2 separate regions of the Mus musculus genome follow, and region 1 is linked to region 2. The links are chromatin contacts, called in public HiCAR-type maps. All regions are on one chromosome and are shown on one strand. The core of a region is the stretch at or near the end of the contact, and the rest is flanking DNA. Distances in the headings are between cores, read along the strand shown. Region 1 overlaps 6030407O03Rik (RIKEN cDNA 6030407O03 gene). Region 2 overlaps Igfbp2 (insulin-like growth factor binding protein 2).

Region 1 (7,738 bases), core at 2,860-5,359, 800 kb after region 2:
GAACACTGTGCCCCATCCACCTCCCTTTACCCTGCTGGGGCAAACGTGAAAGGTCTGTGACAAGACAGAAAGGCAAGCAGTCCCCAGAGTCCATGGTTAGAGGAACACTCCTACCAAGTCACACTGGCTATTTGGAGAGTGGAAATTCAGCTTTGTGTTGAAACACTGAGATTAGATGTCTATCTGTGCTGACCCCTAATGACTCTGGCCATGACTATTAGGATGGTATTATACTTGGTTGTTCCCTGGGACAGTCTCGAAGCCTGCAAGTCATGATGGAGGCCTGCAACTTTCTAGTTTAAATTTTAATGAATTAATTAATTATTCACTATGTGTATATGTATGTGTCTAGGTGTGGTTTGGCGGTTTCATGCATGTGAGTGTGTACATGGTGGCCAGAAGAGGGCATGGGAAATCCCAGCCCTAGAATTAGAGACAAGTTGGGAGTGGCCTAAGGAAAGCGTGAGGAACTAAACTCAGACCCTCTGCAAAAGCACTCTTAACCACCGAGCTTTTCCTCCAGTCCTTACCTTCCTAGTCTTGCACAGCCTCCACAAGTTCGTTCTTGGGTATTTATGGTATATACATATATGCGCACGGGTACGTGTACTCGCATGAGTGTGTGTGCATAGGTCCAAGGCAAATATTAGATATCTTTCTTTATTGCTCATGACCTTATTTATTGAGCTAGGGTTTCTCACTGAGCCTAGAGCTCATGAATTGACGAGCCTAGCTGGCCACTGAGCCTCTAGAAGCCTCTTGTTTCCACCCACTAGCATTGGAAGTACAGGTGATGACCCTAACACCTAGATCTTTAAGTGGGGAACTATCGTTTGAAACCCAGAGTCTCAGGCTTGCAGTACAAGTGCTCTACCCACTAAGGCATCTTTCCAGCCCATCTCCACCACATTTGCCCTCATGAGAGCTCAGATAATTAACTAATCCTAAAAGACATCTCTGAATTGTACCTCTTGTTCCCCTCCCTACTCTAAGGTACACAGGTCTTCCCAATACCTATCTGCCAAAATTCTGCACCAACTGCAAAGATCCAGGTAGTTTTATGGACACTGGGATATAATGGAGTTTGGCTTTATTCTCTATCCCCAAGATACAACAAAGTGAATATTTAATTTGATAGAAAACATAGTGCCCAGAAGCTGAGCTAGCTGGGTACTGACAGCTATCAGTGGTAACTAGCTCAGCTCCGTAAGATTTGCTTTAGGTGAGAATTATTTTCCTGTGTTTTCTTACTGGTAAGGTGGTGAATAACCAGAGAACCTCTAGGTCATGCAAGCAGGAGCAGCAGAACCTTCTCAGCTTCCTGACTCCATAGGTCCTATAACCTTTTCCTTATACAGGTATTCCAATAGTCCTTCCCAGATAAGCCATGATGAGACTCTCAGAGGGTCCCTTGGTGGTCAGCTTTGGTCAGTAAATAAAGACCTTCTCATTGGTCACAAGTCTACTGATTAGAATGACAGGACAGAATGTGTTTGCCAAGGAAACATATAGCAAATATTTATTGCTTTGTGTTTGTTTTATCTGTGTGTACATGTTTGTGCATATTCTCTCTCTTCTTCTCTTCCCTCTCCTCTCCTCTCCTCTCCTCTTCCCTCCCCTCCCCTCCCCTCCCCCATCCTCCTCCCCTCCCCCTCCCCCTCCCCCTCCTCCTCCTCCTCCTCCTCCTCCTCCTCCTCCTCTCTCTCTCTCTCTCTTTCTCTCTCTTTCTCTCTCTCTCCCTCTCGCACAGGCTATCCCTCACTCTCCAGAATGTTCAGAAAGTACTTAAACTTACAAGCTAAGTATGCCTGCCATCAACAGCGCTGTCTACCAGAAGGGAAGGATCCGTCCATCACCTCAGACAACGCAAGAAGCCTTTGCCGCTGTTTCCAGAGGCTGAGACCTGTAGGTGAGGGTACAACTCCTGTGAACAGCTCTGACTCGGAGAACAAGATAACGTAGATCACAGTGCTAAAAGGAAAGAAGCACTGGCCGGTAAAGCCCTGGGTCTTGGAAAGGATGCCTATATTTCAAGCTGTGGCTTTGCCAAGGGTTTTCTGTGAGCGAGGCAAAGCTTCAGCAGTTCTGAATTGTCCACTCCTTGGCTGTGAGCCAATCCACACTTCCCAACACCTTCCGAAAGCACCCCTCACTGTTCCCAACTCTGTGAAGGAGGCCATCTCTATCCCACCCCCACCCCCAGCTTCAGCATTTTATTGTGGCAAACACATGGAGAGTTTTGTTAAAAAAAAAAAAAAATCCTAGAAGAAGAAAAGGAGAGACCAAGCTTATTAAACTCCTCCAGCCCCCTTCAGTGTGGATTCTTTTAAGTCAGTGGCTGGATTTCTTTGAGGTCTCAGTACGTGCTGCTGTGCATGGCTGGTTTAGTGGACGGAAAGGGAGGTAAGAAAAGCTCTGCCCTGGGTAAATAAAAAACCCTTTTGTTAATTCCAGAGCCACTGACAAGGCCATGGTCTATGTCAGGCAGCCTACACAGAAGATTCAATTCTTCTGGGACTGAAAACAAGGAACTAGAGAAGCTCTCCCCCCACCACGCTGCATAACTTCGTCCTGTGCCTGCTAAGTTATTCCCCGCTAATGCATCAGCTGTGAGAGCCCTGCGAAACACGCCATGGTTAAAATAAAACTCAAGCCCCAAGCATTGAGTTTTATTTAAAGAGAAAACTGTTAAGTTGTCTAAAAGTTAGTATCCTCCATCCTCCCCCGCCCCCACTCCCCAGAAAATAACCTAAATCGCTCATTCTCTGGCCAGCCCTTCATGTTCTCATATCCTGACCTGTCCAAAGCAGACTCTAATGTGACCAAGGGATGTGCGCAACCCATCTGAGACAGCTTAGAAATGTTGGACAGAAACAGGCCTCGGGTGATACACCAAAAGGCTGGTCCCCAGAATATCTTCCACGTGGTTCTCTCCAGGAAACTTCTACTAGCGCTTGGTAGAAGATCTTTGCATGTTTGGATTTCCAAGGCGTCTTCCCTCCCTCTGTATCTTTGCTGTATCTTCCTCCCGTAGATTTCCCAACCAGACAGTCTAGGGTCAGGTAGGGTCAGGAAGGTTCTAGGTCTGTGTCCACCACAGACAGGTGACTTTTCCTGTCCGAGACTTAGGTTGTTGGGTTGGGTTTTTTTGTTTTGTTTTGTTTTTCCTTTTTCTTTTCTTTCTCCTCATTTATTCAATGTGAGGTGACTGTTAGATACTGGGAGTTAAGCTTGGCCATGTGTCACACAACTAATAGATTCAAGAATAACACCTGGAAGAACAGTATTGAGAAGCCACACCGCTGTTATTTATGTCATCTGCCTTCCCGTGTGTGTCCCTGAACACAACCAGTCCTCAAGGAACACTAGCCACTTGCTGGTAACCTAAAGAGTAAATTGGGTGAATTATTCCTGAGAGCTGTGAATAGAACAGGAACGAATACCAGAGCCTCTGCAAATTCCGATTAAGACCCTACTTTGCAGAAAACCATTCTCTTTCCATTTACTGAGCAGGTGCACATGACCAGCCTGATGCTGAGATCTGCCTCACAGTCTCCTCTGGGAATCACAACTCTGCAGTTTACAGAGCTCTGGGATCCCAGTCACCACAATGCTTTAAGTGCATTGGTTCTGCTGTAAAAATTATGGTAGTGTCCCAATACCCAGGTGTCTTCACAGGACCTCTCAGCTTTGAGCAGACACCTGGTTTGCTATTTTCTAGAAGGCAAAGTCTGTAAACCATCTTTAACTGAGTCCAGAAGACTTGAGTTTAGCTTCAGACTTTTCCCACTGGATGAAGAGTGTCCCGTGGGAGCCTGACCTACTGTCACAAAGCCTTATGGCTTCCCTCTTACAGAGCCCAACTCCCTGATGATTATCCTAGAGTTGGTCTTGCTGTGTCCCTCCTCTGTTATGTCACCGGTATAGGAACTAGACTGAGAGCCACGGAGCTACAGTGCTAAGGCCTACTAAGGAATCTGGGGAGGCAAGCTGTAAGTTGGTCATGGCTTTTGAGCAAGCCCTGGCAAGTGAGAGCCTGCATTCACACTTGTTCTTTCAGGTCTAATAAGCTACACGCTGGCTTTCTTAGCATCCCAGAATAGCATGCTGAGGCCGAGAGGCCAGCCTGTTTGATGTCCTGCTTTGGACATTTGCATGTCAAAGCAAGGAGGCTACTCGATTATGTGTCACGAATTACATTAAGTATCCTGTCTCTCTCTTAACTCAGCCCTGACAATTCCATCCCTGACCTTGACCACTGTGAAATCTCCACTGGGGAGCGGGGTGGGAGTGGGGGTGGACTGCAGGATTAAAATATTCCATTTGTGTTGTGGTTCTAACTGGTCTACCTCGGATTTTAGAGTTCAGTTCTTCCAGCCTCCTCAGAGAGCTTCAGTCTTAAAAATATCAAGGAAGGCAGAAAGAAAAAAGAAAACAAACAAACAAACAAAAAAAAAAACCAAGGAATGATTTAGGAGTCAGACAAGCCTTGATTTGAATGGTGATTTAACTACTTACTAGAGATTCCTTGCCAAGAGTCCTTAACTCTGCAGTTTCCACAGGTAGGAGGTGGAAGTACTATCTTCTGGACAGGATGCTCTGAATGTCGCCAAGAATAGAGCATTAATAAATAAATAAATAAATAAATAAATAAATAAATAAATAACTGTCATTATGGAAGTCTGGTGTTCTCCAAACAACCTTCCAGTTCTTTAGCCCTTCAAAGGCCAAAGCAGCTCGCTGAAACCCATTGCCCCAGATTGACCGACGAAATCCAAACTCAGATTATTTAACTCAGCTCATCCAGGCACACACTTCAGCGTTTATGCTCTTTCTCCAAATCCCCTCCCTCACAAAGACTCTCAAATACCCCCAGGAACTCTTCTTCCATGTGCTTCCCTCACCCCGAAATCCATTCCCTGATCAGTGAGCCCCCAGCCTGCTGGCCTCTGACTCTGTCTCCCCTTGTCTTTCCTTACTCCCCTCTCTGAATGCAGCACTGGCAGTCTGCCCTCCTCCTGTTTCCTTCTGCCCTTCTTCTTGGCAGTTGCCTAAAGTGTCTCTCACCATGAGAATCTCTTCTGGTCCTCTTCAAGATTATAATGCTTACTGCATTGTCACGTTTTGATACTTCTGTCTTTTTTTAGAGAGCTTGTCAATGTTTCTACCCTGCTCGAAAAGTTTTTCAGGGGGCCAGGGATTTTGAGGCACAACAATTTCTTTGAGGAAGTTTTACACTTATTTTAAGAGGATAATTTTTGATGACTTCTTTTTTGACACTGCTGTAGCTTAGGGTACAGAAACATGCCTGTGACACAATAAGTCATTGTAAAGTGATTTCATTCCGTAGGTATGAGAGTGCAGATGCAAAGGAGGATGCCTCCTACGTGGTGTGGGTGTGTGTGTTCCCCTTTTTTATACCTAAACTACTTCCCTTTGAGTTTAAGTTAAACATCTGAGAATAAATATAAACATTACTGATGTCTTACCACTAACTAGGAGTTGTAACCACTTAGTGGGATAAAATGCTACATTTTTAAAAATAAGATAAACAGCAGCTGTCCCACCAGCGAGCCCTCTGCTGGAAGGGTTTCTTTCCACCTTTGAGTTTTATGGTCCTGAGCATGCTTCCTGTCCAAGAGCAGTCATCAGCTATCTGGTGGCTTAACTCCAGCTTACGGATATTTTATTAAAAGCTGCATCCGGTTAGGCCTTCCAAAATGTCCAGCAAAAATGTCTCCCACTAAGGTAAGGAAATGAACAACAGTGTTCAAGTCTCAGAGGGATTACTCCACTCGGAGAGGACGCCAGCTGTTCTCTATCCTGTCTGAAGACACAGCAACAGCTAGACCTGCTGAGACCATGGCAGGCAAGATGCAAGTGGCCTGGGTAGAAAAGTGCACACAAGACAAAGCATTGTGAAACAGTGGCTTAAGGCGCAGATCACCAAGCCAAACAACCTAAACTCAATCACTAGGAGGGAAGAAAACCCACTCCAGCTAGTTCTCCTCTGACTTCCACACATGCCCCATGGCACGTTCACATGAACACATGTACACACGTACACACTAAATAGATGTAATTTGAGAGAGAGAGAGAGAGAGAGAGAGAGAGAGAGAGAGAGAGAACACATCGACTCACAGCACCAGCAAGTCTAAGTCACTTCAGGTTCCTGGTCATAATTTTTTCTTTTGTATTAGACAAGTTCCTTAAACTCAGTCTGCTTCCCTGTAATTATAAAGACAGAGGGCTGTTAGTTTCCTCTAAATGTGTTAGAGGATTAAATAAAATAATGTGGTCCAAGGCCTTGGATACATGAGTTTTCAATGTCACTATATTCCCCCGCACCCACGGAAGCAGTTGAAAAAAAGCAATCACTTCCTTTCCTCTAACTGCAAATAGACATCAAAGGCCCCCTCTGCCTCCCCCTCCCCTCCGTGATCCACCTGAAAGAGAAAGAGTTGGCATGCATTGTGGGTTACATCAAAACTCAGCCTTAGCTGGTCAAACAGATCTTTCCAGATCTCACTGGGAACAAGCATGCAGGCTCCACTTTCTTAGTAGCATGGTATGAAGTAATATAAAACAACTTAGGAGAGCTGGTTGTATATGCCCATCATGTTCAACCTCTTCAGAACTCCACACAGTATGACTGACAGACAGACAGACAAACAGACAGACAGACAGACACATATACACACATACACACACCACCAGAACAATGGTTCCCAACCCTCCTAATGCTTTGATCCCTTAATGCAGTCCCTCATGCTGTGATGACCCTACCCCCAACCATAAAATTATTTTTATTGCTACTTCATTACTGTAATTTTGCTACTGTTATGAATTATACATAAATATGTTTGGAGATAGAGGTTTGCCATAGGGGTCACAACCCACATGTTGAGAACAGTTGCACTAGGCTGTGTAACACTGTGTAGTGACGCTATAAATGAGTGGTGGATAGCCCTAAGCAGTGTAAGTCATCTATGAGCAGAGAGGCTGCCCCAGAGTTCTGGAGTCATAAGATTCTGGTGTAAGAGTCACTGCCAAAATGAAAATATTCTGAAGAGACACCTGGCTATTATAAATAAGGCTGCTATGAACATAGTGGAGCATGTGTCCTTCTTACCAGTTGGAACATATTCTGGATATATGCCCAGAAGAGGTATTGCTGGATCTTCCGGTAGTACTATATCCAATTATTCTATTGTTTTTAGATTGATATAATTACATCATTTCTCCTTTCTCTACTTCAAACCTTCTCATACATCACTCCTTGCTTTCTTTTGACTTCATGGCCCCGTTTTTCACTAACTGCTGTTACATGCACACACACACACATATATATGTATGTATATATGTATAATGCTAATGTATGTCTTCAGGGCTGACCACTTGGTATTGGGTAGCCAACTGGTGTGCTCTTCCCTGACAAAGACTATTTCTCCCACCCTTAGCATCCTTTAGTTACCTCTAGTTCTTTGTCTAGAGTTGAGGCCATACGGGCTTTCCCTGTATACATTAGCATGTCTATTGTTGTTTTCCTAATTCAGTTCCTGTTTAGACAGCCATGTTTGAGACTTTATAAGTGTGGCTTCTGACATTCCTAGGAAATACAATCTCACAGTAAACTCCCTGTTTCTCTGGCTCTTACAATCTTTCTCAATGATTCCTATGCCTTAAGAATAGAAGTTGTACTGTAGATGTTTCTGTTGGGACTAAGCTTAATAGCTCT
Region 2 (7,301 bases), core at 1,510-4,009:
CATTTCCCCCATCTCCCCTTCGTATCAGCTGTATCCTGCCGTTCCCTTTCTATTGCTCATCTCCTCCCATAGTGGTCCCTTTTGATGAAGATACTTAATGAAGGTTGCTTCTTTGTGGAAGCCAAGGTTAGTGTCTTTAAGGGGCTCCATTCTTTGGAGGAGTTGAGGCCACAGACTCGGGGATTTCTGTTGGTTTTAATTACAGTCATTGATCTCATATGTATGCCAGTCAGAGGTCAGCTTGCGGGAGTCCTCATATGAGTTCCTTTCCTGGTGCTGTGGTAAAACACCACCCAGACAGACCAGAGTCCTCATGACAGCGAAGAGGCGAGCAGGGCAGCTGAGTTGCAAGCTGAGAATTACACTCGGAGCTACAAACATGAAGCAGAGAACCTTGGAATGAAGCAGAGTCTTTACTCTCAAAGTTCCACCCCCAATAACATTTTTCTTTAAGAAAGCCAGGACTCCTCAAAAGCATCACCAACCAGGGAGGAAGCATTCAAAGCCAGAGGCCAGAGAAACAGTTGAATTTCCAGGATGTTTTATCCAGCCATGCCTTTCATGTCAGAGTCAAGTGCCTTTGCACCCTTGGTGGCCACACCACTTCAAAAGCCCTCCTAGAAGAGATGTGTGATTTTTTTTTCCCCCACTTTTTATTTTTTCCTACCTGCTGTTTATCATTTATTTTTGTTCTTGTGAAATCCCAAGTTAGGTAATCGCTTGGATCTCTCCCCTTGCTTGTTTTTGGGGACACAGAGCAGCTGTCTTCTTACTACCCCTTGGACATTTCTACCTCGGCATCAGCTGGAATCCGGTACCACCGATGATCTGCGCTGCACCATGGTACACTTGATGTCCTGTTCTCTGGGCTGAGTCGTCGTCTTTTCTTTATTTTTGCCTTTCTTGAGTCATTGACTGTCTGTCTGCCACTGTTAGCTGGGCCTTTCCCTGACTCAACTCCAGTTCTGCAGGTCACAGAGAGATGTTGGGGGTCCCACGTAGAGACCTGTTGATGGACAAACCATACTGACAACATTGCATCAGCCCCTGAAAGTGGTCTTGATGCCTGCCGTGTCACTGTGTGTCTGTAACGCTCTAGGGCTCTCCAAGTTTATTTATACTCTGTTTGATAAGATAGATGAGGGGAGGATTGTAGTTGTCTTAGGGTTACACCGTGACCAAAAAGCAACTTGGGAAGCAAAGGGATATACCAAAAAGATGGATCTATGAGTCACTCAGTCCACTGAGGGGAACCAAGGCAGGAACTCAAAATAGGGCAGGAACCTGGAGGCAGGAGCTGATGCAGAGGCTATGGAGGGGTGCTGCTTACAGGCTTAGACCTCATGGTTTGCTCAGCCTGCTTTCTTACAGAACCCAGAATCACTAGCCTCGAGGTAATCTCCACTCACAGTGGGCAGGCCCCTCCTAAATCAATCACTAATTAAGAAAATGCCTTACAGGCCTACATACAGGCTCATCTTATGGAGGCATTTTCTCAACTGACTCTTTCTTAGATAACTCTAACTTGTGTTGGGTGGATATAAAACTAGGCAGCACAAGGTGAAGTATTTTATATATATTTATTTTTGCAGTGCTGGAGATGGATTCAGGACCTTGTATATGCTATGCGAGCCCTTTACCACAGAGCTACATACACCCCTGGCCCAGAGAAATGACTTTTTTTTTTTAAAGAAAAGTCTAGAAATAGTAAGAAGCAAAAATATCAGTCTACTACCCAGAACTGTGGATGCTTATTATTTTGTCTACTAGCGTAGTATTTAAATAGTACATTTTTTTTTAATCTAAAGAGAATTGCACACATGATGAATGGATAGTTTCAAAGTTTTGCATGTATGCAGATGTGTGTATGATGGATGATCAATATTGTTCAAGTTCTCTGAAGTAAACTGGAAAATCTTGCCCCATTGGTTCACACCTTTAATCCCAGCACTTGGGAGGCAGAGGCAGGTGGATCTCTTGAGTTTGAGACCAGCCTGGCTTACAGATTGTGTTTCAGGACAACCAGGGCTACACAGAGAAACTCTGTCTTGAAAAACAAAATAGGATACGGAGAGGAGAGGGAGAGACAGAGACAGAGACAGAGACAGAGACAGAGACAGAGACAGAGACAGAGACAGACAGACACACATAGGGACAGGGGCAGGCACAGAAAAATAGTAAATTAGTTTCTCCTGTCCATATTAGATTTTGAATCTGTGTTGACAAACAGGCAAATGCTTGCCTTTATGGCCACTGCTTGTTATCCATTATACCACCCTATTTGTTTTGTGTCTTCGTTTGCCAATTGCAGTACCAACTACAGATAGTTGAAAAGAGATTTTTTTTACACATATACTTTATGTATGTGTAGAATTTGAGGGTTAGATACTTTATTTTGTCCCTGTAGTTTCTGGCCCAACTCCTCACTTGGGCCTCTGGCCACTAAGTCACTTTGCCAGCTTCCTGGATGACGTGAATGAGCTGGGGGAGAAATAAGTAGGACTCATGGGAAGAAGTGAAAACTGATAGTGCTGTTTGCCATCTTGATATCAGTTTCTCTGACTCTTCAAGGACAACTGAGCCTGCAGAATCCCAGAGGACTTGGGCTGAATCTGAGTGTGTTTTTGTTTTCTCAAACTGTCTGCCTCAGCCCTGACCCACGGCAGGTCTTTGCGATTCCAGGAATGAACCTGGTGTTTCTAAAGCAGCCCTTTCTGAGTCCGCACCGGCAGGGAGGCTCCAGAGAGGCTGTGCTCACGTGGGGAGCCTTCGATGAGGCAGCAGTGTAAGGCCATGCTCTAGATATGCCCCTGGGGCCAGGCCAAGGACGCATGTGTGTAAGCATTCATAAGTTTCTCTACAAACCTGAGAGCCAATGGGTATAAAGCCTGAGGCCGGCACTTGGCTGAGAATTTATCTGAGGTTTTCTTGTTCCAATAGAAGAGGTCTCTTTTTCTCTTTACCAAGTGAGTCATTCAGGATAGCCTACAGAAGAACCACAGGAAGATGGAACCCCAGGAATGCCAGTGATTGAGGGCTTTTGTTTAAAATAGGTTCCTTGGTAGCCCAGGCTTGTTGTCTCTGGATCTCCCAGGGCTTGGGTCCAGGGCTATTCTTAGAGACTTCAGATGGTGCTTTGAGTGTAGCTTCATTTGGAAACGGTGACCTAGTCGAACTCCACAACTTACAGATGAGCAGCGCACTCACGTCAAATCCTGCTCAGCACCCAGCCTTCACTCACGGCCCCAGGGGTAGCAAGTTCAGGGTCAGAGCCTTCGTCCTCCTCTGACTTAGAAGCCAGCACTGCTTGCTCATCCATCCACACTAGAACTGAGTCAGGCCTTGGAGTTCAAGGGCCTATGCTGCAAGAATGGAGGGGATTCCTCAGCCAGGCGATTGCTGCCTTGCTTTGGTACAATGCTGTCCTCCTCAGTTTCCCACTTGACTGTGTTTCCTGAGTTCTTTAACGCTCAGTAGGCAGTAGCTACGGGATGGCCCCTGAGGCTGGCGGATCCAGCGATTACGACAAAGCCATTTCCATCTTCAAGCATGGTTCTGAGAGCAGGGCTGTCAGTTGTGGAGAAGCTGGTCTGCTGGACAAGGGGAAATTCTTCTAGAATGTGGCAGTGGTGGTGGCAGTGTCTGAGAGATGCCAGGCGTTATGTGACTGGGTTCTTTTCTGGGAGCAAAGGTGATACAGAATGAGAGGGTAGAAGCTGGGTATGTTAGCAAAGAATAGATGGACCTGCCGACCCAGAGGGGGGTCACTCAGTAAACTGGACTGTGCTCTGGGGCTAACGTATCCCATAACATTACTCCTCTACTCAGTTAAGGAATCAGGCACACCGTACCCCATTTGGAATTCGGTCTGCAGTGATCAGAACTCAGGCACCCCTGTGAACTAACTGTTCTGGATTTCAGAGCCAGAGGCTCCTGCTGCCTTGAACCTATTGGGAAAAAGATGGGGTGAATGCAGGGTTGCTTCAAAAGACTAAGGTCTTTAGGTTAAATATTAACTAAACAAACAAGTAGGACCCTCTTTCTCTCTTCTGACTCCTAGAATGTGCTAGAGTCTAGCTGCCTGCTGTGTAGGCTAGTGTGGTGGTTGTGGTCAGCCATCCAAAGGGAGTGGCTTCAAATTTTCACTAACACAACCTGTTTTCTATGTGTTTTGAGCATTTGCCCCTATATGCTGGGAACCTGTGTGTGTGTGTTCGCGCGTGTGCGTGCGCGCGCGCCCCATCTTTCTTCCTCATCTTCCCTTTTTGCTGCATAAAATGTATTTAGGCAAGTTCCGTCTTCCCAAAAGACCCCTGTTAAGCAGCAGAGAGCTTTGTACTTTAGCTACATGTAGGATTTAAATAACCAGCCTAGACATGTAGTTCCATGGTAGAGCATGCAGTCAGTGGGTGCAAGGTCCAGGACTATACCCAGAAGCACAAAAGAAAAACAAAACATCATCTATTTTGAGCTTCCACTCAAGGGTCTTTAAAAAATATGCATATGTATATATGACTAAACCAGCAGGAGCCTCTTTCTCTCTTCTGTCTCTTACCTCCTACAGCATGTGCTAGATAGATACAGCATGTGTTGAGACAGATAGATAATCAAATTTAAGAAAACAGTTCTGGGTGCAGTCCCAGAGATGCAAAGATGAGAAAAAATGAAACACTCCACACATCAGACTGAGGGGGCTGGAGAGCTGGCCCAGTGGTTAAGAGCACATGTTGCTCTTGCAGAGGACCGAGGTTTGATTCCAAGTGCCCACACGGTGGCTCAAAACGGTCTGTACCTCCAGTTCCAGGGGATCTGAAATCCTCTTCTGGCCTCTACAGATATCGAATGCACATTCTGTATTGATATACATGCAGGCCAAAAAAAAAAATTGATGTACTTAAAAAAATATATCTTTTTTTTCTTTTAAAAATTTTATTAGTTCTTTAGTAGTTTCATATAATTTATTTTAATACTTCTTTTTTTTTAAATTAGGTATTTTCCTCGTTTACATTTTCAATGCTATCCCAAAGGTCCCCCATACCCACCCCCCCAATCCCCTACCCACCCACTCCCCCTTTGTGGCCCTGGCGTTCCCCTGTACTGGGGCATATAAAGTTTGCAAGTCCAATGGGCCTCTCTTTGCAGTGATGGCCGACTAGGCCATCTTTTGATACATATGCAGCTAAAGACAAGAGCTCCCGGGTACTGGTTAGTTCATATTGTTGTTCCACCTATAGGGTTGCAGTTCCCTTTAGCTCCTTGGGTAATTTCTCTAGCTCCTCCATTAGGGGCCGTGTGACCCATCCAATAGCTGACTGTGATCATCCACTTCTGTGAAAAAAAAAATCTTAAAACTCAAAATGGAGAAATATCACAGCAGGGAATATTGAGGAAGAGTGGTCTAGTTAGTTTTTTCCATGTATTTGGTTATTTTGTTATTAAATATTAGCTATTCTTCCTTTTCCCCTTCACAGCAGACAACCTTACATTACACATTCAAGAAACAGATTGTCCATACCTTTTGTATAAAGCTTGGATCTGCCCCGACCCCATGACAGTTTGAATGAGGATAGTAATAAAACAATATCATGTTTAAAAAGCACTCAGAATTCCCACTGTCTAGGCTTAAGAGGTCATAAGAATGCAAGGGTCTGGTAAGACAATGAACTTAGACATTGTTTACAACCAATAGAAGGACAGGGGAAGACCTGTTGGCCTACTAGGAAGATGGGGCTGACTTGGAGGTACTCAGAACAAAGACGGGAGGGATTGCTTTTAGGTTCCTGGGGTTGGTTTTTCTAATAGTGCTTTAGACTTAGCCACAGATCATGGACTTCTTAGCATAGCCCCGGGACCCAGACAGAACATGGCCCTGGAAGAAAGCAGGGCTCTATGGAACTTAGAGATTTTGATTCCCTGAATAAGATCCTTGATGCTACAATCAAAACAGGGTTGCCCGAGAGAAAGATATTAAGTCTAAATTAAGTCTCAAAGCCAATGTAAGAATGCAGGAAGTGGACACGTGGCCCTTTTCTGATGTCAGCCTCCAGCTGGGCTCCCTGGCCAGGTTGGTAAGGGTGTGGGGGTCAAAGGACAGCATGAGGCCGTGGCCAATTGTGAAGCTCCTCTGATGTCAACTGTGTTTGCTCTGTTAGACCCAGATGGACATGGGCCTCAGGTTTGCCAGTTCTAAAGCAGGGCAAGCCACCCGTTCCCTTTAATCTCCGCTGCCGTTTTCACTTCCACTTGTCTAAGTGATGATGTAATACAGCAGGCCAGGGAAGGGACGTCCCCGTGTTCTGCAGACCCTCCATTCAGGGCTCCGATTGCACTGCCTACCTCTTTTCCTTTTGGAAAAGCTTTACCTTATGTATATTAATATAATTGTGAAATCCCGTGCTTCCGTGTTGATCCTTAAACTGCTACGCTGGGGAAAACGGCTAACGCTTATCAATCCGTGGGGCGGAGTCTTAAGGTCCCTTAAGGGGCCTTGCAAGTCCCTACTGGTTACCTCCAAGTCTGAAGCCTTTTCTACCTGAATCTTGGGAGGTGATTAAGAAATGTTTCCTGAAGTGACCTCTGTACAGAGCCTGCTTAGCCTCACGTCTACGTAGTTGCTTAACAGATACTATCCTGGATCTAACTTAACTCTCTCAGGCAGAGAAGAATGCAGCTTGGTATTTTTGTTCTGAGGGGAAATAATTCCATCTCTAGCTGAAATTCTCTATTTGGAATGTTTTCCTGTGGACCAACTCTGTAGCTATAAGAAAATGTATGGCGCGGGGTGGGGGTGGGGGTGGGGTGTTGCTGTGATGCATATTCAGGTGAGGAGGGGCCAATATGGAGAAATAGAAGCATCTGTGAGCTCACTCAGATCATCCCACCCTCACCCCCCATATTTCATTCCAAACATACCATGAACAGCTCTCAGGAACCCTTCTAGTAGGATCCAAAAGCTGGAGTGGAGATTTAGTCAGACTTTGGTCTCGAACCCCTGGCAAACCCTTTTTTTTTTGGCCAGGGATTAGAGTAGTAAGGTGCAAGGCTTCTTTTCAGCCACCCATCCTTTTGCTTCTCCCTGGCCTGTACTTCATTCCTTTCCTGGGTGCCCCTTTAGGATATATTTACTTGGGTCTTGTGATCTGTTCCAGAGAAAGAAATGGATGCCCTGCTGCCTTTAAAAGGAACCTGCAAGTCAGCTGGCTCTGCCTGGGGACTTCCCCGTCTTATCGGCATGTTTGCTGGTAGTGGTGAGATCAATAAAGGGAGAGAATAAAACCTATCCTTGAATCCAGGTGGTCTCT

The links. HiCAR-type assays count read pairs that join an accessible place to other places.
Region 1: a HiCAR-type map of astrocytes shows a contact between it and region 2, with 4 times the contacts expected there. The contact joins two enhancer-like sites. A contact is called at or near these places in 5 of 39 promoter capture datasets (the 3T3-L1 cell line, hematopoietic stem and progenitor cells, hippocampal neurons and 2 more), 5 of 115 datasets of contacts at active chromatin or transcription factors (astrocytes, embryonic stem cells, extraembryonic endoderm stem cells and 2 more) and 3 of 9 other capture datasets (embryonic stem cells, liver and pancreatic islet).

Annotation. Positions count from the first base shown.
Region 1 is chr1:73,638,807-73,646,544 of GRCm38.p6, forward strand. All of the region lies in intron 7 of 6030407O03Rik (RIKEN cDNA 6030407O03 gene), which reads right to left. Among named protein-coding and RNA genes, the nearest start is that of C530043A13Rik, 110 kb to the left of the region's middle. Within about 2 kb of position 4,110, at least 31 of the 459 cell types and tissues checked have an H3K27ac peak or open chromatin away from gene starts, as enhancers often do. A contact at or near this core is called in astrocytes, where this site is marked.
Region 2 is chr1:72,836,727-72,844,027 of GRCm38.p6, forward strand. All of the region lies in intron 1 of Igfbp2 (insulin-like growth factor binding protein 2), which reads left to right. Among named protein-coding and RNA genes, the nearest start is that of Igfbp2, 16 kb to the left of the region's middle. Within about 2 kb of position 2,760, at least 19 of the 459 cell types and tissues checked have an H3K27ac peak or open chromatin away from gene starts, as enhancers often do. A contact at or near this core is called in astrocytes, where this site is marked.